Linked DNA regions of Mus musculus: regions 1, 2, 3, 4, 5 and 7 are each linked to region 6. Evidence: chromatin contacts called from public Hi-C, HiCAR-type and HiChIP or PLAC-seq data. All regions are on one chromosome and are shown on one strand. Each heading gives the region's core, a stretch centred on a gene start, on an enhancer-like site or on the middle of the called end of the contact. The rest is flanking DNA. Distances are from core to core; before and after follow the strand shown. Region 1 overlaps Cd276 (CD276 antigen). Region 2 overlaps Nptn (neuroplastin). Region 3 holds the start of Insyn1 (inhibitory synaptic factor 1). Region 4 holds the start of 4930461G14Rik (RIKEN cDNA 4930461G14 gene). Region 5 holds the start of Loxl1 (lysyl oxidase-like 1). Region 6 holds the start of Adpgk (ADP-dependent glucokinase). Region 7 holds the start of Cd276 (CD276 antigen).

Region 1 (3,017 bases), core at 188-2,687, 750 kb before region 6:
TGTGCGTGACCTGCTGACCCAGATGCAGCTCCATCCTTCCAGGAGGTCTCTACGGCCTTGGAGTCTGGGGAGTCAAGAAGGCCTTCGATCAGTGGCTCCTCGCTACCTGGAGAGCCCTCCCCCACCATCCTATCACAATCAAGCATCTCACTTGTTGGGAGACTGGAGATAAGGAACTAACTTCCTTTAACTTCAAGTGTGACTGATAAACGCTATAACCCTTTAAATTACTCCCCTTTAAGTTACTCCCCTTTAAGGTGCCACTTAAAACCAAAAACTAAAAGCCCGTGGGGCTTCTGTGGATTGTGATGATCCTACTGTAACACCAAGTTGAGTCCCAGGCATCTGAAGGTGCCATTAGCATTCTGGACCACCCTAAGCATGCTGTGCACATCAAACAAGCCTTGCTCCTTGGCCACCTAAGATTCCGTCACAAGGCCAGGCTGCTGAGCCCTGCCGCAGCCTCTGGGCAGCCCCGGGAGCTGGTACATATGATGTCACCTTGTCCCCAGGTTGTTGGGCTCCCGAGTCATGCTGGGCTTTGAGTAGAAGGCTGGAGGGTGGCAGAGGACAGGGATCATCACCAACAGCATCAGTGCAGGAGATAGTGGAAGGCGCACAGGCTGTTAGCGCAGGCTCATCTGTGGTACAGCAGCGTGTGAGAGGCCACATGCAGAAGGATAAAGAGTGGAAGCAGAGGGTACCCCTCTCCACGCTCACCGGCCACCTGCAGGCTAACAGCAGCGCTGTCAAAGTCCTGGATGCTCACAAAGCAGGTGTAGCTGCCCTCGTCGGTTACTCGGACGCGCTGCAGCCTCAAGGACGCATTGCCTTGCACCAACAGGTCAGGGAAGAGCGCTGTGCGGTTGGAGTAGGCACTGCCTTGGTCCCGGCCCTCCGTGAAGCTGTGCACCAGCTGTTTGGTGTCTGTCAGCTGCCAGATGAGGTTGAGCTGTGCCAGACTGAAGCCAGGCTCTGGGGAAAAGGAGCAGCGTAGGGTGGCATCCGTGTCCACCAGGGCCACCACGGGGTCTTCAGAGACCTGGACTTCCACAGCTCCTGGGGGTGAGTTGGAAGGGGTAGGGCAGTTAGGAAAGATGAGGTTTCCTCAGGGTCTCTCTCCTTTTCCAGCTACCTCTAGGCTCTGCACACGCTTCCTTTCAGGTCAGAGGCTCAGAGTAAGTTCCTATCTATGTTCCTCACTGCAGGCAGCTATTTGCCAACATGAATTAGAAATGCAACAAGGACCAAGACCCAGGTCATACCCTGGAGCTCGTTTATGTCGGAATGGAAGGCAGGCAGTTTGTGATGGACACAGATGTTCATCAGCTTGTGATTAGACAATGTGGGGGAGGGGGAGGGCTTGGTGTTAGAGCATCACCCAGCTTTGGATCCGCTCTATTCTAAAAAAAAAAAAAAAAAAAAAAAAAAGGGAAGCTGTGGGTGGAGAAGAAAGAGGAAGTACTTATAAAAGTCAAAGAAAAAGAAAGAACCAAAGAAGAGGCAGCTTTCAAGCCTGGCAGCTTCTTTCCACCTGCCAGGTCCCTTGCATTTTCCTACAAATACTATCTGTATAGGAAGGGTGCCTGCAGAACTAAACACCCACTGTTCTCAGTGAACTCCCTTGGGTGAGAGAACTTCATGAGTGCCTTTCCTTCTCTTCTCTTCATGAATAAACATACTTAACTTCTATGCAAGAAAGAATACCCATGTCTTTAAATAAGGTGTGAGGCAGGAGCTCTATGAAACACATGTAAGTGTGTCCCAGGAAGAGGGACCAGCAGGTACAAAGGCCCTGAGGTGCAGATCAGAAAGAGCACATGGAAAAGCCCACTGGAGGCCAGCCAGACGGGGCTCTGAGAGATGCTGGAAGAAACCTGGGGTCTCCCACCTTCGAGAGGATGTCATTACGGAGGGCACTAATTATTAGATGTGATCTGGGTAGCAAAGCCTGAAGCTCACCCCGGCTCGTCTATAAAGGGAGACTCTATCGTGGAAGAGTGAGGGGGTGGGTAGTCGGGAGACCAGCTCAGAGGTCCTCAAAAGAAGTGATGGCGACACAGCTGTAGAAAGGACACATGAGGCTATGAGCACAAGTCAGCGAAAGGCTAAGCACTCAGGAGGCAGAGGCAGGAAGATCTCCATAAATTTGAAGCCAGCCTGGTCAACATAGCAAGTTCTAGGCCCTGCAGTGAAGAGCAGCCACAGGGATTGAGCAAACCAGCCAGATCTAAGATGCAGCCCAGAGAATTATCAATATTTGCTGGTTGATGAAGGGTGAGAAGGAAGGAATGTGTGGTGATTTAAATGAGAATGTGCCCCCCCCCCCTTCGCGTGCATATGTTTGAATGCTGTTGGAACTGTTTGGGAAGGATTAGGAGGTGTGGCCTTGTTAGAGGAGATCTGTAACTAGCATGGGCTTTGAGGTTTCAAAAGCCTGTGCTCTCCTCTCTGCTTTGTGCTTGTGGATCGGATGGAATCTCTCAGCTACTGCTCCAGTGCTATGCGGGCCTGCCTGCTGTCATATTCTCCACCATAATGGAGAGGGTCATGGACTCACCCTCTGACATTGTTAAGCAAGCCCCCAAAGGAAATGCTTTCTTTTATAAGTTATAAGAAAATGGTGCCGGGCAGTGGTGGCGCACGCCTTTAATCCCAGCACTTGGGAGACAGAGGCAGGTGGATTTCTGAGTTCGAGGCCAGCCTGGTCTACAGAGTGAGTTTCAGGACAGCCAGGGTTATACAGAGAAACCCTGACTCAAAAAAACAAAAAACAAAAAAAAAAGAAAGAAAGAAAGAAAGAAAGAAAGAAAGAAAGAAAGAAAGAAAGAAAGAAAGAAAGAAAGAAAGAAAGAGAGGGGGGAGGGAGGGAGGGAGGGAGGGAGGGAGGGAGGGAGGGAGGGAGGGAGGGAGAAAGGAAGGGAGAGAGAGAGAGAGAAAGAAACAGGCTCCGCTATTGGCCCCCGTGCCTTCTATCCTATAAACTTTCCAGCACAAACAAGCTTCAAATGAAGCCA
Region 2 (2,743 bases), core at 45-2,544, 670 kb before region 6:
TTAAGTTTGTGTCTGCCCAGCCTTTTCCCTCGCTATGACTTGGTGTCATCCTGTTCTGTTGATAGGAATGTTGCCATGGTGCAGTGTGGTAGTATGTGTTTTGTTGGGTGGCATGGACATTTCCATAGCTCCAGCTCTTTTTCTTTTCTAAGGCAGTGGCATGTGCTTCTCTGACAGCAGCCCTCCAATGCAACAGCACAGTTCTTACTGGGCCTATTTTCTTAAAAGCAGCCACCTGAGAGTCTGTCCCTTAGTCTTGCTATCAGGAGCTAGGTGCTCCGAAGCTGAAAATTATATTGTTTTAGAAACTTATCATGCTGTCTTGAAAGTTAGAATTGTATCTGGTTTCTATCCACAGACAGCTTGACTTTGATGTTTTCACAAAATTCCTTATCCTGGTGGATGATAAACTCAAAAATAGTTTGGAAATCATTCACACTGTCTGTTTCTTTTTTTTTTTTTTTTTAAAGTAAGTTAAATCTCAATCCAAGTCCCTTTGAGTCCTGTGTCTGTTGTTAGGTTTGGGTGGCCAGTTCTCTTTCTGAAACCTGCATGTAGGAAGCAGAGCACAACACAAAAATCCGTGCTTTCACCAGGAAGGGTTCTAGTTCTGCATTTGACTTGGTTATAACTCAGGGGCATTCTCAATTTAATGGAGGGGCCTCTGATACTGTTGCATGATTTTGAGTGGTTCAGTGAGAGACCTGACTGATTTAGAGAGAATAAAGTTTAAGTAGTAAAATAAACTATTTTTGTGAGCAATTTGGTGATAGCACAGTAATGCGAGAGGGACCTTGAATCTATATACTTGGAAAACTGAATGTATTATACTAGAATGTATATATATGAAAAAAAATCAAATTAGTATTTGTTTTGTATCTACTTGGAAAACGGGGGCTGTGAAAGGGAAACAGGAGAGGCTGTTGCAGTTGGTACTGCTGGATCAGAGAGCCTGCTTCTGTGAAGGGGAAAAGAAAACCTGTCTGTGAAAATGGGGAACATTAACCCAGCAATTTTTCTTTCTTTTAACAATTTTTTTTCTTTTAACAATTTTTTTCCCCTTGCACGCCTCTTTCTCCTGCCCCCTTGCTCCTTTCCTTAAACAAAAAGCAGAATTATTTAAATGGCCACAAAGGTCTCTAGAAGTTCATAGTTATAGACTGGGCATTAGGTAGTTTCACTTCTAAGAATCTTAACTTGTAGCTAAAAAGACTGTATGTAAGGATTTTAAGAGTAGGGCTTTGGAGTTAAGTATGCATCAGTTCCCAAGAGCACTTAGTACTTCCCCAGTTTACTTAACTTAAGGGTATCTGCATATACTTGAGTCATAGTCTGGCTAGTCAGTTTCTCCCTTGATATCCATATCACTTGGTTAACACAAGTTAGCTGTGATGCCCTGAATTTAACTTTAATTGAATTGTTTTGTGATCTTAGGCTCCTTAGAAGCATTGCCTCTAGAGGGAGGTTGAATTCTTTTAAGAATGACATACTAGTGTTTTCTCCAAAGCTCTTTGAGTAATGTTATCCAGAAGAGAAATGGGTCCAGTTTTTAGGCGTGTTTTGCCAAAATATGTTCTTTACATAAACATGGTGGTTAGGGTAAGGGTCCTACCTATTGCTTCTAAATAGAAGTCAGTGACAAGTAAAAAAAAAAAAGAATTTCTAAATGTTCATCTCTCTTGGACTTTCACTGGGTAGCACTGGGCCACAGAAATAAATGTCTCACCTTCATCCTGGTGTAGAACACAAATGTAGTACTGTAGCCAGAGCTCAGCATAGTGCTAGTTTCACATACAGTAATGACAGAAATCAGGTTACCCTGCACTAGAGTCCTCCTATGGCACAGAATCAACGTGCTCCCAGCTGACTCTTTCCTGGATCCTTAACATTTAAGGGAAAAAGTACTTTCTTTTGCCTTCTAAGATTTCTTAGCAGAAAGTCTACCAGATTGCTCTCATCACCTTCTTAATCTCCCTGAGCTGCAATGATCATTTGCACCGTTACAGGTAAGAGTAGCATTTTCTTTGCTTCCTTGTATATAAACATCTGGAAACTCTTGGCCTCATTCTCAGAGTTCACCCTTTCTCAGTGCAATCTGAGAGGAAGAACCAGGAGATTCCCGAGTGGGATTGAATATGAAATTGGAAAATAAAAATTCAGTGAAAACCTTAAAGTGTGTTTGGGTTTAATGTTGCTTTTGATATATTTTTAATTTCTCTTCTGTGGAGTACTGGTTCTATCTTTTTCTCTTCTGTTTTTGCTTGGTTTTAATTTTTCTTGGAATTGTGATGCTTTCTGCTGATGGTGTATGTGCGCCTTCCATTGCAGGGTTTGCAGCTGTTCTGCTCGACTTCTTAAAGCTCAGGGATTTGGCTTCTTTCTGTCCAGTGTGTCTTGAAATCATGGGACACCAATGCGCTAACGTGTTTACATGCATCTGCTTTTGTCTTAGTGGCTGCTATGCCTCCATTATTTGTATATAGAGACCTTGTTTGGTGTTACTAAATAGGACCAGTACTGAATGGAAGATAACTATTATCCTGTTGTCAGAATTGAAAATTAGTTAGAATCAGTTTGTTAATTGAGGGAATTTTAAGATTTGTTCTATCATAAGATAATAAAGACACTAACTTTATAAGCGGAAATGTTACATGGGTTAGAAAGTCATTAAGACATTACATTTTCCAAATACCTTGTGACTTCTCCATCCGTTCTCTTCCCTCCTCTGAACTATATAAAAAGA
Region 3 (2,984 bases), core at 51-2,550, 800 kb before region 6:
CCACTGAATCTTCTGTTAAGATTCAGCTCAAGGGTTGAATTCCTGGGAAGAACTTGGGGGAGTGGGGGTGGCCTGTGCTTCCTCCTAGTTACCCCATACCTGCCAAGTTAGCAACGCTCCTAGAACTACATGCACCACCCTTCAGTTTACTCAAGAATGTCCTCATGGGGAAATTTCCTCGATATTTCCTCCTCAACAGGGCCTGAAAGAAAAGGAAGGAAGGAAGGAAGGAAGGAAGGAAGGAAGGAAGGAGGGAGGGAGGGAGGGAGGGAGGGAGGGAGAGAGAGAGAGAGAGAGAGAGAGAGAGAGAGAGAGAGAGAGAGAACAAAAATATGTTGAAAACTTAGGTGAAGAACTAGGGGAACAGAACCTTCAGAAACAGCCCAGCACCCACTCTGCCCTCCCTCTCGGCCAGAGCGTGGCACACAATAGGTGTTCAGTAAAGGTTGGCTGGATTCTATTTACTGAACTGACACAAGATTTGGGACAGTTTGAGGTATGATGGCAGAGGAGGGTAACAGCCAGAAGGGGAACCCCGGGACGCACCACCGTGAGGGGAGGAGGGTCAAGGGATTGTGTAAAAAGGAGGTGAAGGAACTTGGAGTCAAGTCTGGGCCTCTGTGCGCCCAGGGCAGCGGGCAGTGGCCGGGCTAGTTCTCCTCCAGGTCCGCTGGCGCCCAGTCCAACCCGCTCCCTAGGGTGGTGAGACCCCCCGGCTCGCGCGCTCGGTTCTGGGCGCTGGGAGGCGTGTGTGTCGCTTTAAAAGCTCCCTCCCGGCGCGCGGGGCCGGCCCCTTCACTGCCAGCGCCGAGGCGAGCGGAGCCGCGCGAGCCCGGCGGCCTTTGAGGGAGCCTGCGCCCGGCCGGGCGGCCAGTCCGGCGGGGCGCGGCGGCGCTCGGGGTAAGCGGGCCAGGCCCGCGGAGCCGGGTGGGCAGGGCAGGGCAGGGCAGGGCGAGGGCGAAGCAGCCGGGGAGAAAGGCCCGAGCAGCCCCGGTGCCTCGTTTGCCCCATCGGCAGCTACCCGGCGCCCCGGGCCGCGAGGCGCGGAGCCGTGAGCGAGCGCGCTGGAGGCGGTGGAGCCGAGCGGAGGCTGCGCGCCCGGTGTGCCTGGCCGGGCCCGGCGCGCCTCCTCCATCGCCTCCCTGGCGTCTCGCTCGCCCCCTTCTGCTTTCCTTTGCTTCCTCGGCTGAGCCCCGCCGTGCTGAGGCCCCCCCGACCTCGTGCACTCATCTCCGCTGTGCTCGACACCGGGTCCCCCTGGCCACGGCTGCTTCCCCTCCCCCGAGACGCGAAGGAATCCGGACTTTCCCCACCGTTGATGGAGCCGACTGCCGGGCTGGACTGAGCGGTTTCTGCGGCCGCTCCAGACGTCGCCCGGGCCGGAGCACGGACATTCTGGGTCCCGGCTGAGTACACCCCGGACACCTAGCAGTGCCAGCTCGGGAAGGGCAGAGCAAGGCAAAGGCAGGACAGACCCCGGAGGGGCTCAGACCTGCCCATCTAGAATGGACAGAGAGAATCGCGAACCCTGTGGAGCCCGGGGAATGCCGGGCGTGGGCTGAGGGGATCCCGGCGCCCTCCCCAGCCCTCCGACTTTGGCTTAGTCGCCTGGACCGGACCGGTGTCACCTCGGCTCGGGTCACCTGTGGCCTCGGGGCCTCCGAGCTCGCCGGACCCTCGCGACCGGGAGCCTGGCGAGCGTGGTGAGGAGATTTTTGGGGATTTTTTTTTTTTGCCCCCTTCCCCGGAGCGCGGAGGCCCCGCCCCCTCCCACCGCCCAGATGTCTCCGGTCACCGCTCGGAAGACCTTCCTGAGGCCAGGAGCCGAAGGGTCCAGAGAGAGAAGCCCGCCCTAGGGAGCCTTGGGGGCCCCCCAACCTCGTCTTGTGGCTCGGCCCCGACACTGCTTAGAGGAAAGGCCACTGCCCCCACCCTTGGTGAGTAGGGGAGTCCAGCTTCGGAGGGTTCGGAGGGAAGGCGGGGTTGGGGGAGAAAGGGTCCTCTGGGAAGGAGGGCACCCTGTGGGCATTGAAAGAAGGTTGGAGAGCTGGAGAGGCCCTGTGCTAAACCAGTCTGGCCAAGCTTGGTTGGTGGCTGGGGGCGGGGGGTGCACCACGGCTAGAGTGCTCCAGAGGAGGCTAAGGGCTCATTCCTCTAAAACAGGGGCTCCTCCACTCTTCTGTTGAAGAAGGGTGTTGAAAACTATCTGCCTCCACCACCCCTCCCCACTAAATAAATAAATAAATAAATAAATAAATAAATCTCCAGCTAGGAAGGAGGGTGCAGGCAGAGAGAAGAGGGAGGCAGCAGCAGCAGGCTGGTGCAGCAGCCTGGGAGGGCTGACGCCAGGCTCGCTCTTTCTGCAGGGGGCTGCCCTCCTCCAATCCAGTTCCCTCTCCAGTGCTGTTCACATCTGGAGCCCCCTCCACATCTGGAAGATCCTGATCACCGTCCCTGTGCTGGTTCAGCTGCATCTAGAGACCTCTGCCTTTGTAACTGCCTAGGAGTTGCGAGGGGATTGCTGCCTTCCCCCATCCCAAGGGCATCTCTTACCCTTAGTCCTTGCAGAATCATCCCCCTGCCTCCGCATCCAGATTCGGGCAAAGATCAGCTCTGTACACCATAGGCACTTCAAGTCCTGGAAGCTGTTCTTGGGCCCTAAGGCCCCTCCCCTTGCCCTCCTGTGTCCTCACCTTGACCCCCCTCCCACCCTGTCAGACTCTGTCTCCCTCTGGGTGCTCCATCCCCCACCCAGAGGCGAGTAGGTGGAGTGGCAGGCTGCAGGGGCTGGGTGAGGGCCGCCCAAGGCCAGGGTAGGCTGGGGGGCCGTTAAAATGTGGAGCTCTGCCCGGCCGAGGGGGGCTCCGTGGAGGCAGACGAAGCGTGTGCCCCGCTGGGGCGAGTATGGGCAGGCTTGCGGCCACGTGGTGAAGGATGAACATTCGGGGTGCCCCGGACCTCGGGCAGCCCAGTGACGACCCCAA
Region 4 (3,047 bases), core at 256-2,755, 840 kb before region 6:
GACAGGAGTCAGGTCAGAGCTGAACAAAAGAGGAGTACCCCAGCCTGGAGCTTGCTTAGCTCACTGTCTCTACAAGGCTCTTCTCTAGTCTCTACTAAGTCCAGGATGGGGTGGAAAATTCAAGAAGGAGTTGAGAGAGTGTGCAACCTAGCCATTGCCAAGGTGGAGGGGGAAGTCCATTCAGAAGTCATCTGAGGAGTATTAGATTTTAGGCAGAAAGAGAAGAGAGGGAGGAGGAGAGGCTGAGTCACACTGTCCTGTAGGGTAGAGCCTTATCAGTGCTGCAGATGCCACTGGGGGACAGAGTCTGAGAGAGTTTCCATCTCATCAGCCAAGGAACATGTCTCCTTTTGAAGGTGTCTGGGGGTGGAAGGTCTTGCATCTCAAGGAAGCAGGCTTAGTTAATATGTCTGGGCTTCGTAGCAGAGGTGGGGGAGCAGGGCATTTGTGACTGAGGCTTCACGGGGAAGATCACTCTCCCATGATGCTTGGCTAATGTGTGACTCATGTGAACTGACGATAGTCTGGCTGCCTTTGATCTGAGCTGGGATGTGGCTTAGAGCCTGATTACCTAGAGGTCTGGCTGCTCTTGAATAGAAGTATACATGCTCTCTCCAAAACCACGCAGCCCCCCAAAGGCAGGAGGCAGTGACCCACCAGCCACATTCCCCATACCTTGGTAGGAGACGGGTGTCAAATGCAATGCTGGTACCCTGCCTATCTAGGCTGAAGTCACTTTTGAGTCAAGTTTTCCTTGGCCTTAGTCAAGGCCCTGAGGTACAAAGTGACCTGTCTTAGGACGCTCTGGAGGAGACACTGCCAGCACAGATGGGAGAGTGAAGCCAAGGTGTGGAGCTTCATGATGCCAAGAGCTCATGACACTTTTGCTTCAGTGCCCCCTTCAGTGCCCAGAGCCTTCTCCACTGGAACCATCCCTTTTAGTCAATGGCTCATCCTGGAAACATTCTCGAAGCTGATTACCAGGCCCAATAATGTAAGACTCTGGTGAGAGATTTCCCCCCCACACACACCTTTGCCCCCAACACACACACAGTGAACAACGCTGAGCCGGGAATCGTTGCAAAAACAAGAGGAATTTTATTGTTCCAGCATGCTGGGGTCACCCTGCACAAGAAGAAGAGAGAACAAGGACTCTGCACAGCCCATTCGGTAAGTTTTTATACAGTTTTCAGAGCCGCAGCCATTGCGCACATTGTGATTGGCAGAACAGTGCGACTTTTAAACTGATTGGTCTTTAGGGAATGAGGTGGCAAGGACTTCCCTTGTCTATAGGTGGCCAATGGTCACAGAATGTGTCTATGTGCTCAGGACTTCCCATACCCGCAAGTGGCTGATGGTTGGTTCCTCCCTCCCCCCACCTTGTCTGAGGAATGTAATTAGCCCCTCCCTTCCGGAGGGGGTGGTGCCTAAGTCCTCTATGACCTTTCTCTTCCAGGAGAGGAGATGGAATTTTCCAAAGTTCCTGAGTTGACCTCTTCAGTGCCAGGCATTGGCATTGTGGAGATGAACTAGGCAGGTACTCTCCCTCAAGTACTTCCCAGCCCAGAAGGGGACAGGACCACACCTGAGGACTATCCTAAAGATCTGAACAGTGGAGACAGAATGAAGAGAGCTTGCTTGGACAGCTTTATGTAGCAGAGCTGGTACAAGTGACTTAGGCCTTGAAGGGTGAGTAGTTCATTGAGTTAAAACAGGTATTGTCCAGGTCTGGATAAAAGGGGAGAGGGCAATGATAAGACAACAGAAAAATGAAATGGGGCTTCAGTGGGGGAATATTTACAGGCCCAGAAACCCCAAACTGATGATCATAGGGTGATGTGACCTATGATCAAGGCCTATGTCCTACAGGTGTAGCCCTATACAACATCTGACTTTGGAGCCTGGCACCACAGTGGCAAGGTCTGGAGCACTTTGCCTTACTTTCTGGGCCTCACTGCTGCAGACGGAACAATGACGGACCCAGTGCTCTGAGCACACTCCCAAACACCCTGACTGGAGAGTAGGTGTGTGAATGGCAGCTATCACTGTCACGTGAATTATTACATTGATTTAGAAGGATCTGTTCAGTTCATAAACCCCAAATAATGGAGCCCAGCCAGTCATGAGACTTGCAGAACTATAGAGTCACTGGGGTAGAGCTGGTGCTGGTACTGGAGGCCGTGCTAAAAATGATCCCCGAGGTCTTAGTCCTGGCAGAGGAGAAACGCAGCAGGCTGGGCTGGGTAACTGTGTTGGCAATTTCCCCTTCAAAACCACCTGAACTGGAGCCCCATTCATTAGCATGAGAATGGCGCGCCGGCTGGGATCTGAGGGTCCAAAGGTATTTGTATTCGAAAGAGCTTCCTCTGTTCTTGGCTCAAAGTCACTGCGGCCTGAGCTGCGAGGCTGGGCGGGGATCCAACACACACTGCGGGTAGCCTGGGAAAGAGGGGAGTCCTACCCAAGTGGTTGCTCCGAGCCTCGGGACCACACTCAGAAATGCAGCCCAGAACACCTTCCCCATCCCAGCCCACCCGGAGCCATCCCTGTATTTGGGAAGCTCTCTTGTAAGTTCTTGAAATGTCTCCCCACCCCTCCAGCCTTTATTTCTTTTTAAATCCTGTGTGGAAGAAGGCAGGGGTTTGAGACCTGTGTGCCTCTCACAAAGGAACCTAGAGTTTTCAAAGGTGGAGAAGCACTGCCCAACGGGATTAGTAATAGTAACCATCATTACAGCTAGTGGTTGGGAGCTGCCCCTTGCCAGGCATCATGTTAGGAATTTTACATACATTATCCTCGGTGTGGCTCTCTTTTTAAAATTCATGCCACAATCCTGAGATGTGGTTTCAAGCCTCACTTTACTGATCAGGAAACTATGATGTGGAGGATAGTGTTAGCTTACCCAGGATTAAGAAAATAAATTTCCTATCTGGAGTATGGGCTACAGTATTAAGTTCCACACCTCCTGATTGCCCTTCCGGCTGCCCCTTTGGAAAGGAGTCCAGTGGAATGAAGGGATAGTTTGACAATTTCCCCTTCAGGTCCTC
Region 5 (3,088 bases), core at 453-2,952, 980 kb before region 6:
ATAGGCCTTTGACCCAGATGGATAATAGTTGGATTCAGGAGGAGAGGCACGCAGGGGCTGCATGGTCCTTGTTAAGCCACCACTGGAAGGCCTTTGATAAGAAACAAACAGGGTCCGCACCAGCAATTCACCAGTGGCCAAAATGTCGAGCCAAGGCGCTCGTGGATTGTACTCACCGCGACCATTCTGGTTGGGTCGGTACACACTACCCACGCTGAGACGGCCCTGCTGGGCGCCGTTCCGCTCCCCACCCTGGGAGGGCGCATCAGAGCTTCGCACGGGCAAGTAAGGTGGCTCCAGCACGCGGAATGGGGGCTGTGGCTCCACCGCACGCGGAGGGACGTAGGCCTCCGGTGGCACATTGGCTGCATAGGGCGGGTACCAGCCGAGGCGAGGATCGCCAGCGCCACCGTAGGTGCCACCGGCCCCCGCGGGGGCCTGCGACACGTCGGTGCTGGGATCAGGGTAGGCCTGCTCGAATCCCGGGGTGCCTTCATTGTACAGGCTGTGCGAGTAACGACGGTCAAGGCCGTCGGAAGGTTGGGGCTGAGGCTGCGGCTGGGGCTGGGGCTGGGGTTGGGGCTGGGGCACATAGGGCCTCTCTGGGGCTGGGTAAAAGCCCTGGGCCGGGTACTCGGGCTGCTCCTCGCCTCCTCCACCTCCGTAGTCCTCGTAACGCGCCCGGGGCTGGAAGGGATAGATGACCCCAGCCGAGGCTACAGCCGCTGCCCCCGCGCCCATGCCGCCGCCCGCACCACGGTAGTACACGTAGCCCTGTTCGTAGGTCCGTGACGCGGGATCGTAGTTCTCATACTGGTTTACGAAGGGCGCCTGCGGATAGGGGAACTGCTGCGGGTAGGAGGATGGCTGGCGATAGGTGGTGGCGAAGGCCGAGGCCGAAACCGAGGAGGAGGCGGAGCCCCCGTGCCGTTGCTGGGAGACGGAGGTGCGGGCCCGAGCCATGCCGGTACTGTCCCCGACGGCCACCTCTCTCCAGTTGTCGGGCACCTGGCCGAAGCCGAACGGGTGCCGCGTTTGGCCGCGCACAGTGTCCGAACCCACGCGTCCGGGCAGGGGCAGGGACGGCGCCTGCCGACGCCGGGGTCCCCCCTGACTGCGCCGCTGCGACGTTTGGGGCGCGCCTGCCAGTAGAACCCTGGAGCTAGTCTCCCCTCGTTGGGGCCCCGCGGGCACGTACTCAGAGCCCGAGTTGAGCAAGCTGTACACCTGCCCGTTGTTCTCCCACTGGATCAGCTGCCGCCAGCGTCCTGGGTCCGAGCCCTGTCCTGGCTGCGCTTGCTGCCCGTGCACCAGGACGCACAGGCAGGCACTCCACACCAGGGTCCTCAGCTGGCTGCCGGCTCCGGCCAGAGCCATAGTGGCCCTTCTGCAGAGGCCGGGTGGGCAGAGAGTGGGCCTCGGTGCGTGCTTCTCTTCCCACGGCCTCGAGGACAGGATGGCTCTTCGCCTGCCCAAGCTCTAGCTTTGTCCATCCTGGCCTTGTCCCGAGCGGGACGGCTCCTCCGATGACAGCATTTCGAGGCCAAGGGGTCAGGGCAGGGCAGGGGCGGTGCCCAGGGCTGCACGAGGCTTTCCGTAGGGCACGGGACGGGCAGGACCTCCTGGGGCCCTTACATGGCCAGCCCCACACTGGCTGGCTGCTCGCTAGGCTGGCGCTTTCCCACTCTGAATGAATAAGCAACAGGCTGAAAGTGTCTGGAGGTTTCAGAAACCTGGTCCGCCTGCTGGGGCCTCCTCCGCGGGGCCCTACGGCCCGCCGGGTTTTAGCTATGTGGCCTGTCCCACAGATCAGTGCTCCCTTAGTCCTGTAGCTTCCAGCCAAGCCACAGACCTGCCTGGGAGGAAGGGAATGAGGTAGGGCGGAGGAGGGGGCCCCTGGGGACTCAGGCCTGGTAAGTGGGGTTTCTGGCAAACATAGCAGGATTAAGATGTGGGCACTACCCTGCTGGTTCCACTCAGTCCTGGACACAGGTTTTTTTTTTTTTTAATTCCACTTTCTTCGTTGACTTCACCTCTTCCTAGGGTTCTTGGGGTGCCTTCTCCCTTCTCCAAAGCTAGTGCTAAGAGACATCCTGGTTGGTGAGACTCCCTGGGGAGATGCCCACCTCTGGCTGGGGCCACCCTGTAATTCTGCATCCTGAAGACATTGGGCGTTTGGTCCTGAGTACAAAGACACTGAACCTTCAGCTCTTCTACCAGGTCTCAGTCTACAGGCTTGGGAACTAGGATAGGTATGTCTCTCTGCTGAAGGGGACTTGGGAGCTCAGGGCAGATGCTGACATCACGTACCCCCCACCCCCTCCAGTGGCTTCTGCCCTGTGCTTCCTGAGTTGATAGCCAGAAATAATCGGAGTCTAAACATGAATAAGAAGAACCCAGCCGGTGGCAGCCTTGGATATGAGATATGCCATTGTGAGGCAAGGGGAACCTTTAACATAAAGCAGAGAGAGGGAGGCCTTGGGAGAGCCGTGGCCTGGGAATCGCATGCTCCTTCCCAACTCTGAGTTAGTGGACACATTGATCACTGGGGGATTATTCCACAGAACTCCATCTGTTCTGGCCGATTCTCTGTTCCCTCCGGGGATGTCAGGGCTAAGAAGAAAGGTAAATTTTAACTTTTACTTGGTACCTAAGAGGTTACCCTCTAAATGCTGTTCTCCAGGCTTCCCCTAGGCTGTCTTCTGTTTGGCCTTGGGAGCTGGAGGGCAAAGATTACCCCCTGAGACTTATAAACAAGACAGGAAGGATCTGTCCTCAATGCTGGATGACTCTGTTTTGTAAACTCCTGGGCCCCGTTTAAGGAGGAAACAGCCAGAATGATGCTCTTTGGGAACCAGGACCCCTCTGCCCTCCATCCTTACCAGGAAGCATCTATCAACCCACCAAACTGTGGGTTTCAGGACTGATACTTCACATATGTGTCTTGGGACACTGGATATCTTCCCCCCCCCCCCCCCCGAGACAGGGTTTCTCTGTAGCCCTGGCTGTCCTGGAACTCACTTTGTAGACCAGGCTGGCCTTGAACTCAGAAATCCACCTGCCTCTGCCTCCCAAGTGCTAGGATTAA
Region 6 (3,016 bases), core at 161-2,660:
CTGTAAAGTGTCTGTCTAGAAGGTATAAGACCTTCCCTTCCTCCCTGAGCACCAGACACAGAGATACACATTTGTAATTCCAGGAGCTAGAGGGAAGAGGATCAGAAGTTCAAAGTTGGGGCTGGAGAGATAGCTCAGCGGTTAAGAACGCTGACTGCTCCGGGGGTCTGAGCGAGAAGAAAAAAGTGTCTGGGGACAGCTACAGTGTACTTACATATAATAAATTAATAAATCTTTTTAAAAAAAGTTCAAAGTCACCCTTGACAACGCAGTGAACTTGAGGCTAGTCTGGGCTAGTAACCAGTCTCTGGCCAGTTAACAGCTGAGAGCCATAACAGAAACACTTTGGATACTGGGGGTGGGGGTGGGAGATAACGTCCAAGATCAAAGCCAGGGAAACACATTTCTATTAACAAGTTCAAAAATTATAGACAGAGTAGAAAATTGGTCAGGAGCTAGCAGAACTAGCAAAATAGAAATAGGCCAGGCTAGATGAGGCTGAGAATGAACTGGACATCAAGCCTAGCTTTCCTGCCTCTTAACCTACCCTCTCACATAGAACCGTCACATCAAAGGAGGAAGGGCTGGATTTCTGTAGTATCACCCGGAACAACTAAACCAGGATTTAAAAACTCGAGTCTATAGTCCTTCCATACTGTACACATGATTGTATCCCTTTGCGGCTTACTCTGGGGTTGTTCAAAGGAACACCACCTCCGAAAGGGTTATCTAAGGGGTCTGAGTGTTAAATCTGATCTCTAGATTGAACAAGATCGCTTCAGTCTTAGCGGAAGCCTTTGACTAGCTGAAAATCTCAAGAGGTGGACTCCCCGTGCCCAGCACCACTAGGGTCTGAGCAGATTCCTCTCGCGGGAAGCCCTTCCCATCGTCGTGCACCCTCCGCCTCGCCACTGCACCAGACTTAGAAAGGAACCGGCCTAGTAAAACCATGGAGGTCAAACACTGGCGGAGGGACGGATTAAGAGACAACAGCGTGGCTCGTTGTCAATGGGAGACCGACTACTCTAATCGCGAGGTTTGCTGCTTCTTCGTTATCTGCATGTCTTATCTTACTAGGGAAGTAAAAGTATTCTCTCGCCCCCACCCCGGACACACACACACTCTATCTCAGGCTATCAGTGAATATCGGGAAGACGTGTACGGATTGGGAACCACACTACTGCCTTTGTTCATCCAAGGACAGAATCGCACAACAGCGTCGCCCAGCGCCAGCGCCAAGACTTAAACAGAGCGAACCCCCAACGCCAGCCCTGTCGTCGTCCCGCCTCCAGCCCACCCATAGCTCCACCCATAACTGGGGCTGCAGTTCCGTCGTAGCTCCGCCCATCGGGAGGAAGAGCCTGTGGCGCGCGGGTGTGACGTTACGCACGTCTACGTCAGCACGCGCCCAGCTGGGAGGAGGCGCGAGCCGAGAAAGGATCCTGTAGCCACCGGTGCGGCGGTGTGTGCACATGGCGCTGTGGCGCGGCTCTGCGTGCGCCGGCTTCCTGGCGCTGGCCGTGGGCTGCGTGTTCCTGCTGGAGCCGGAGCTGCCGGGCACGGCGCTGCGCTCGCTCTGGAGCTCCCTGAGGCTGGGACCCGCGCCAGTGCCCGTGGGACCTCTGTCCCCGGAGAGCCGGCTGGCAGCCGCTTGGGACGCCCTCATCGCGCAGCCCGCCCGGCGCTGGCGCCGCGTGGCTGTGGGGTGAGTGCCTGCGGGGCCTGCCTGCGGCTCTGGGCCTCCCCGGGAAGTGCGCGCGCTCCGGGGTCCGCCCGGGACTCGGTGGTGTCTGGGTTGCCCTCTGGGCGAAAGTGTCGGACGCGTGAGACGAGCCTTTTTCCGTCATCGCTGCAGGGATAGTCAGCATATTTCCACCCGGTTGGCCCTGCTCCCTGTAAAAGCAGCTCTCATAGCTTCTTAGAAATTCAACTCAGCCTGTCACTTGTAATTTTTGAGGTTACTCTGTTGTCTGTCTTCCAGCCCTTTTTTGCCGACTGTTCTCAGGTGGCCACGATGGTTTTCCTATTTTTTTAGCACTCTTCCTAACGTACTTAAAGCTAAATGCTTCTGTCTCTAGCTGTTGACTTTACGTCATCCGGTCTGAAGACCACTCTACTAAGACTGCTCATTTTCATATTCAACATTTTTTGTTAAGGATTCCTTACCAGAACTCTGCGCCTTTCGCGTTTAGCACGCCCTTCTCGAAACTACCTTCTTCCCCATACTAAGTGATAGTTCATATTTTTAAGGTTCTCTCAAATCACAGTATCTCCTTTCTTTGTGAAACTCACAGAAATGTATCCAATTTTTTTTACACTAACCTTAGTCCCTCTTCCAGTTAGGCTTGGCTTTCTTGTCTTGTCAAGGGCACTATGCATCAGCGAGTTTTTTAGTATGTTTTTCTTTAGGTTAGAGTTGGTTTTTTTTTTTTTTTTTTAAATGTTGCTTCTGTTGTTCCTTTTTGAACTACAGCCTCCTTGGCTGGTCTGGAACGTAAGTAGATCATTAGAACATAGATCATTATCTGATCTGTTTGCTTCCTTTTTCTTTCTTTCTCTTGTCTTTTTAGTTTAGTTTTATTTTTAAATTATTCTTCTTTAAGACAGGGCTTCTCTGTGTAGTCCAGGCTCTCCTGGAACTCACTCTGTAGACCAGGCTGACCTCGAACTCTAAGGACCAGCTGCTTCTGCCTCCCTGGTGCTGGGCTTAAAGACCTGGCTTTATCAGGTTCTTGATCATCTTTCTTGGAGCTATGTCAGGTGTGTGCTGGGCTCTGAGGGCATATGTATGGAAGAAGTCAGGTCTGTGCTGCATTTTTTTGGAAGCAGCTTGAGCAGCTACAACAGAATAACTCACACTAGTTGCTTAGAACAACATAAACTTTCTGTGACTGGAGACCGATAGTTCCAGATCAAGGTGCCAGGGTGATTTCTAAGGAAGCTGATGCTGGGGGTGCCTTTCTTCTTTCTTCCTACCTTGGAGCCAGTCAGCTTCTCGTGCTCTCACATGCCTTTT
Region 7 (3,062 bases), core at 253-2,752, 740 kb before region 6:
TCCCCAGCCCTCCACACCTGGCCTGCCCATCAGTCAACCAAGCCCATAAGACAGGTTTAGGTTTCAATTTCAAGTACAGATTTCAGATTCACCTATTTACAGGTCCCCAAACTACTCAGAATGTCGTTGTTGCTAAACAGTAGGAGTCCTAGGGACTTCTGGGAGGACAAAGGGAATGAGAAAGGAGGCTCAGTTAAATAAATAGCTCTCAAACTGTTCAGACACTTTCATTGGCATCTCAAACTGAAAGTAACTACTACACACTCAAAAAAAAAAAAAAAAGTCTTTGAGCTGGCCTGGTGGTGCATGCCTTTGTCCCAGCATCTGGGAGACATAGGCAGGTAGATTTATGTGAGTTCAAGGTCAGCCAAATCTATAGTGAGGTACTATCTTAAAAAAACAAAAATAAAAACAAAAACAAAAAACCCAAACTTTTTTTTTTAAGGATTTGGGTTTTAATTTAATCACTATTCATTTACAGATGGCCCACAATCAATTTGAAGGGAAATAATTTTTCACAATTAAGTAGGTGTCTCCCCGACACATACACAAAACCCCGGTCACGCACATACAAACTTCGGGTCTAATGTTTGCTTAATATTTCCCTTCAGTGATAAGCTCTCAGGTCTGAGTCACCCACCATACATTTCTCATTAGGACAGGTTTGGCTTGGAAATAAAACTCCCTTTCTGCCAGGCCACTGCCTCAAGCTCCGAAATCTGCGACTGGTTGACTGGGGCCTAGTAAGAAAGGGCCCTGGAGAGCCGGATTCAATTTTCTCGTCTCTATGTGCCACCCTGGTCCTCCAGCCTCTCCCTACCTTCCTTCAGACCTCCTCTCCATCCATCTCCATTTACCTAAGACAGCCCAAACTGTCCCATCCCATTTCCTCTTCAGTCTTTTATTTTTCGAAGGAGCCTTTAAAGCTATTCCCAGAACCTGTTCCCTCGTGCTCTTCTGCAGACCTGGTCCCTCTTCACCATTCAGATCCAAGAACAGGGGACCACCTAACCTCGTGCTCCCCTCCCCCGCAGTTTCCCCTTTCAGAGCTGGCATTCATGGTGTTTTCTTCCTCAAAGTCCGGAGAATGCCTCCCTTCCAGTCTTGGCTAGCAGCTTCCTTAAGCTTCAAGAACCATCAACCCAGTGACCTACCTGCCTGCATCCCTACTCCACACCCAGGGCCTGAATAATCAGTCACCCACCCCGTTTCGGGCCCCACAAGCCCCAGACTTGGGAGTCATCAGATCCCACAAATCCCAGCGGGTCTCAGCCCCCCGAGGAGGGAGCGGCCAAGCAGGGGTGCTCTCAGCTACTCCGGACCCTAGAGCCCCAGCGGTCATCGTGGATCAGGGTGCCGGTGCCCTGCGGGTAAGGGCCGCGGAGTTCCCAGCTCCTTGCACCCGGCGCCTTAGCGCGTGCAGTCCAGGCGCCGCCGCACACAAAGGTGGACCCAGCAGCCCACGCCGCCCCGCGCCACGCAAGCACTCACCGCGCCGCGCCGACTCCCGGGACTCGGGGACGCGGCGGGGCGCAGCCCAATCGCCGCCACTGTTGGTGCCGCCGCCGCCGCGAGGCCCGGCCAGACTGGGGCCGGGGGCGAGAGTGAGGGGCGGGACGGCCAGAGGAAGCTGGGGGCCCGGAAAAGCCGCCCGGGTGCGCCCCAGAGGCTGGATTGGCCCTGCGGCGAGATCCGAGGGTGAAGCCTGAGCCCGCCTGCTGGGCAGGGCCCGGGGTCTGGACCCGCCCCGACCCAGACCCTTGTTGGACCCCGACGGGGGAAGACCCAGTACTCTGAGGAGGAGGAGGAGGTGTTGGGCTACTCGCTGCCCATCCCCCACACGGATCCTAGCACTTCCAAGAGCCGAAGTTTCTTTTTCGGTGAGAGGGGACAGGTGACCGGCCACTGACCACTCCCACCCTCGGAACTGCTGGCTCCAAGCCCCGCTGCAATCCAGCTGTCCCCATTCAGTCCAGAATTTCTCCCCTCGACACCAGGCCAGCACCGCGGCTCGGAAAGGGTTAACTCGACAGCGAAGAATTCCGAGTTGCTGGGAGCTCTCTATAAATACAGTGTCGTGGGCGCCTGAGCCAACCACAGGGCAATTTCCACTGAGATGGTTTTCCTCGTTTTCTTACACCCACAGCAACCGGACTAACGCTGCTCTCAACCCTTTTATCCCAGCCGCATGCCAGCTGCTGGCTAGCCCAGGTTCTGTAGAGAAGAGTAAGCCTGGGTGCCCTCAACCCTGAACCCTTTCTTTGCCATCTATCTATCCCCATCCCCTTTCACTATGTCCTTAAAAAAAAAAAAAAAAAAAAATCTAGCTGCAGGCAGCGACAAGAGGAGGGCAAAGGATGATTAAGTCTGTCTGGAATTTGCCAACATCCCTTCACCTGTGTTTGTATCTGTCCATTACACAGACAGGAAACAGCAACAGCGTAGAGGGCCTTCTGTGGGCTCAAATGAAGGCAGCATGCTTTCCTCTCTGGCCTCCATAGATCTCCCAAGGGTCCCACCAGGTAGAAATTATTTCTGTTTTGCAGATGAAAAAAAAAAATTGAGACTCAAGGAAAGAAGGGACTCCAACCTTGCACTGCTTGCAGACTTAGCAACCAAGTGACAGCAGCTGTCAGAGAGAGCTTAGGAAATAATCGTGAATCCACACGGGTCTCGGCTTCTGCCAGCTACTATTTTAAGCTCTTCACAATTTATCTCTTTTAATCCCCCAAATTCAGTGAAGTGAGTGCTGTTACTCGCATTTTTGCAGATAAGGAGATTCAGACACAGGCTTTATAGTAGCTCACCCGAGGGCACCCAGCTCTTAGGGAGAGGCAGAACTATTCTATGTCCTTGAATTTGTGTGCTGAGATCAAATATAGCTATGTCTATGCTTCTAAATATAAATTTGGCATTAAAAAAAAAAAAAAAACCTGTATACATGGTCCTGCCCTTGAGCCAAGACTCTCATGTAGAGGTCAGAGGATAACCTTGGGTATTAATCCTTGACTTCCATCTTGCCTGAAACAGGATGTCTTTTTTTTTTTTTTTTTTTTTTTTTC

The links. A called contact is a pair of places that touch in the nucleus more often than the background predicts. HiCAR-type assays count read pairs that join an accessible place to other places. HiChIP or PLAC-seq counts read pairs in DNA pulled down with a chosen protein or histone mark.
Region 1: a contact with region 6 is called in a Hi-C map of B cells, with 3 times the contacts expected there. The contact joins the enhancer-like site here to the promoter of Adpgk in region 6. A contact is called at or near these places in 6 of 39 promoter capture datasets (the 3T3-L1 cell line, hippocampal neurons, liver and 2 more), 1 of 15 datasets of contacts at CTCF or cohesin (embryonic stem cells), 14 of 484 Hi-C or Micro-C datasets (B cells, the Ba/F3 cell line, cardiomyocytes and 8 more), 12 of 115 datasets of contacts at active chromatin or transcription factors (the NIH/3T3 cell line, astrocytes, bone marrow-derived macrophages and 8 more) and 1 of 9 other capture datasets (embryonic stem cells).
Region 2: a contact with region 6 is called in an H3K4me3 HiChIP or PLAC-seq map of bone marrow-derived macrophages, with 4 times the contacts expected there. The contact joins the enhancer-like site here to the promoter of Adpgk in region 6. A contact is called at or near these places in 4 of 39 promoter capture datasets (the 3T3-L1 cell line, cranial neural crest, embryonic stem cells and 1 more) and 4 of 115 datasets of contacts at active chromatin or transcription factors (the NIH/3T3 cell line, bone marrow-derived macrophages, embryonic stem cells and 1 more).
Region 3: a contact with region 6 is called in a HiCAR-type map of astrocytes, with 2.2 times the contacts expected there. The contact joins the promoter of Insyn1 here to the promoter of Adpgk in region 6. A contact is called at or near these places in 1 of 39 promoter capture datasets (hippocampal neurons), 1 of 115 datasets of contacts at active chromatin or transcription factors (astrocytes) and 1 of 9 other capture datasets (adipose tissue).
Region 4: an H3K27ac HiChIP or PLAC-seq map of embryonic stem cells shows a contact between it and region 6, with 3 times the contacts expected there. The contact joins the promoter of 4930461G14Rik here to the promoter of Adpgk in region 6. A contact is called at or near these places in 2 of 115 datasets of contacts at active chromatin or transcription factors (embryonic stem cells and pancreatic cancer cells).
Region 5: a contact with region 6 is called in an RNA polymerase II HiChIP or PLAC-seq map of embryonic stem cells, with 6 read pairs. The contact joins the promoter of Loxl1 here to the promoter of Adpgk in region 6. A contact is called at or near these places in 4 of 115 datasets of contacts at active chromatin or transcription factors (astrocytes, embryonic forebrain, embryonic stem cells and 1 more).
Region 7: an H3K27ac HiChIP or PLAC-seq map of embryonic stem cells shows a contact between it and region 6, with 6 times the contacts expected there. The contact joins the promoter of Cd276 here to the promoter of Adpgk in region 6. A contact is called at or near these places in 10 of 39 promoter capture datasets (the 3T3-L1 cell line, the HPC-7 cell line, cranial neural crest and 6 more), 1 of 15 datasets of contacts at CTCF or cohesin (embryonic stem cells), 8 of 484 Hi-C or Micro-C datasets (the Ba/F3 cell line, cerebellum, cerebral cortex and 3 more), 18 of 115 datasets of contacts at active chromatin or transcription factors (the NIH/3T3 cell line, VIP interneurons, bone marrow-derived macrophages and 11 more) and 1 of 9 other capture datasets (liver).

The regions. Positions count from the first base shown.
Region 1 is chr9:58,536,549-58,539,565 of GRCm38.p6, forward strand. It overlaps Cd276 (CD276 antigen), which reads right to left. Exons shown (of 8, transcript NM_133983.4): 3 at 721-1,059. Among named protein-coding and RNA genes, the nearest start is that of Gm51678, 12 kb to the left of the region's middle. Within about 2 kb of position 1,438, at least 40 of the 459 cell types and tissues checked have an H3K27ac peak or open chromatin away from gene starts, as enhancers often do. A contact at or near this core is called in B cells, bone marrow-derived macrophages and pre-B cells, where this site is marked.
Region 2 is chr9:58,619,572-58,622,314 of GRCm38.p6, forward strand. All of the region lies in intron 2 of Nptn (neuroplastin), which reads left to right. Among named protein-coding and RNA genes, the nearest start is that of Nptn, 39 kb to the left of the region's middle. Within about 2 kb of position 1,295, at least 10 of the 459 cell types and tissues checked have an H3K27ac peak or open chromatin away from gene starts, as enhancers often do. A contact at or near this core is called in bone marrow-derived macrophages, where this site is marked.
Region 3 is chr9:58,487,303-58,490,286 of GRCm38.p6, forward strand. It overlaps Insyn1 (inhibitory synaptic factor 1), which reads left to right and starts at 1,301. Exons shown (of 3, transcript NM_176921.4): 1 at 1,301-1,937; 2 at 2,367-2,984. The coding sequence starts at 2,935.
Region 4 is chr9:58,453,668-58,456,714 of GRCm38.p6, forward strand. It overlaps 4930461G14Rik (RIKEN cDNA 4930461G14 gene), which reads left to right and starts at 1,506. Exons shown (of 3, transcript NR_040736.1): 1 at 1,506-1,689.
Region 5 is chr9:58,311,510-58,314,597 of GRCm38.p6, forward strand. Loxl1 (lysyl oxidase-like 1) reads right to left here and starts at 1,703. Exons shown (of 7, transcript NM_010729.3): 1 at 177-1,703. The coding sequence starts at 1,377.
Region 6 is chr9:59,290,162-59,293,177 of GRCm38.p6, forward strand. Adpgk (ADP-dependent glucokinase) reads left to right here and starts at 1,411. Exons shown (of 7, transcript NM_028121.2): 1 at 1,411-1,705. The coding sequence starts at 1,473.
Region 7 is chr9:58,553,531-58,556,592 of GRCm38.p6, forward strand. It overlaps Cd276 (CD276 antigen), which reads right to left and starts at 1,503. Exons shown (of 8, transcript NM_133983.4): 1 at 1,492-1,503.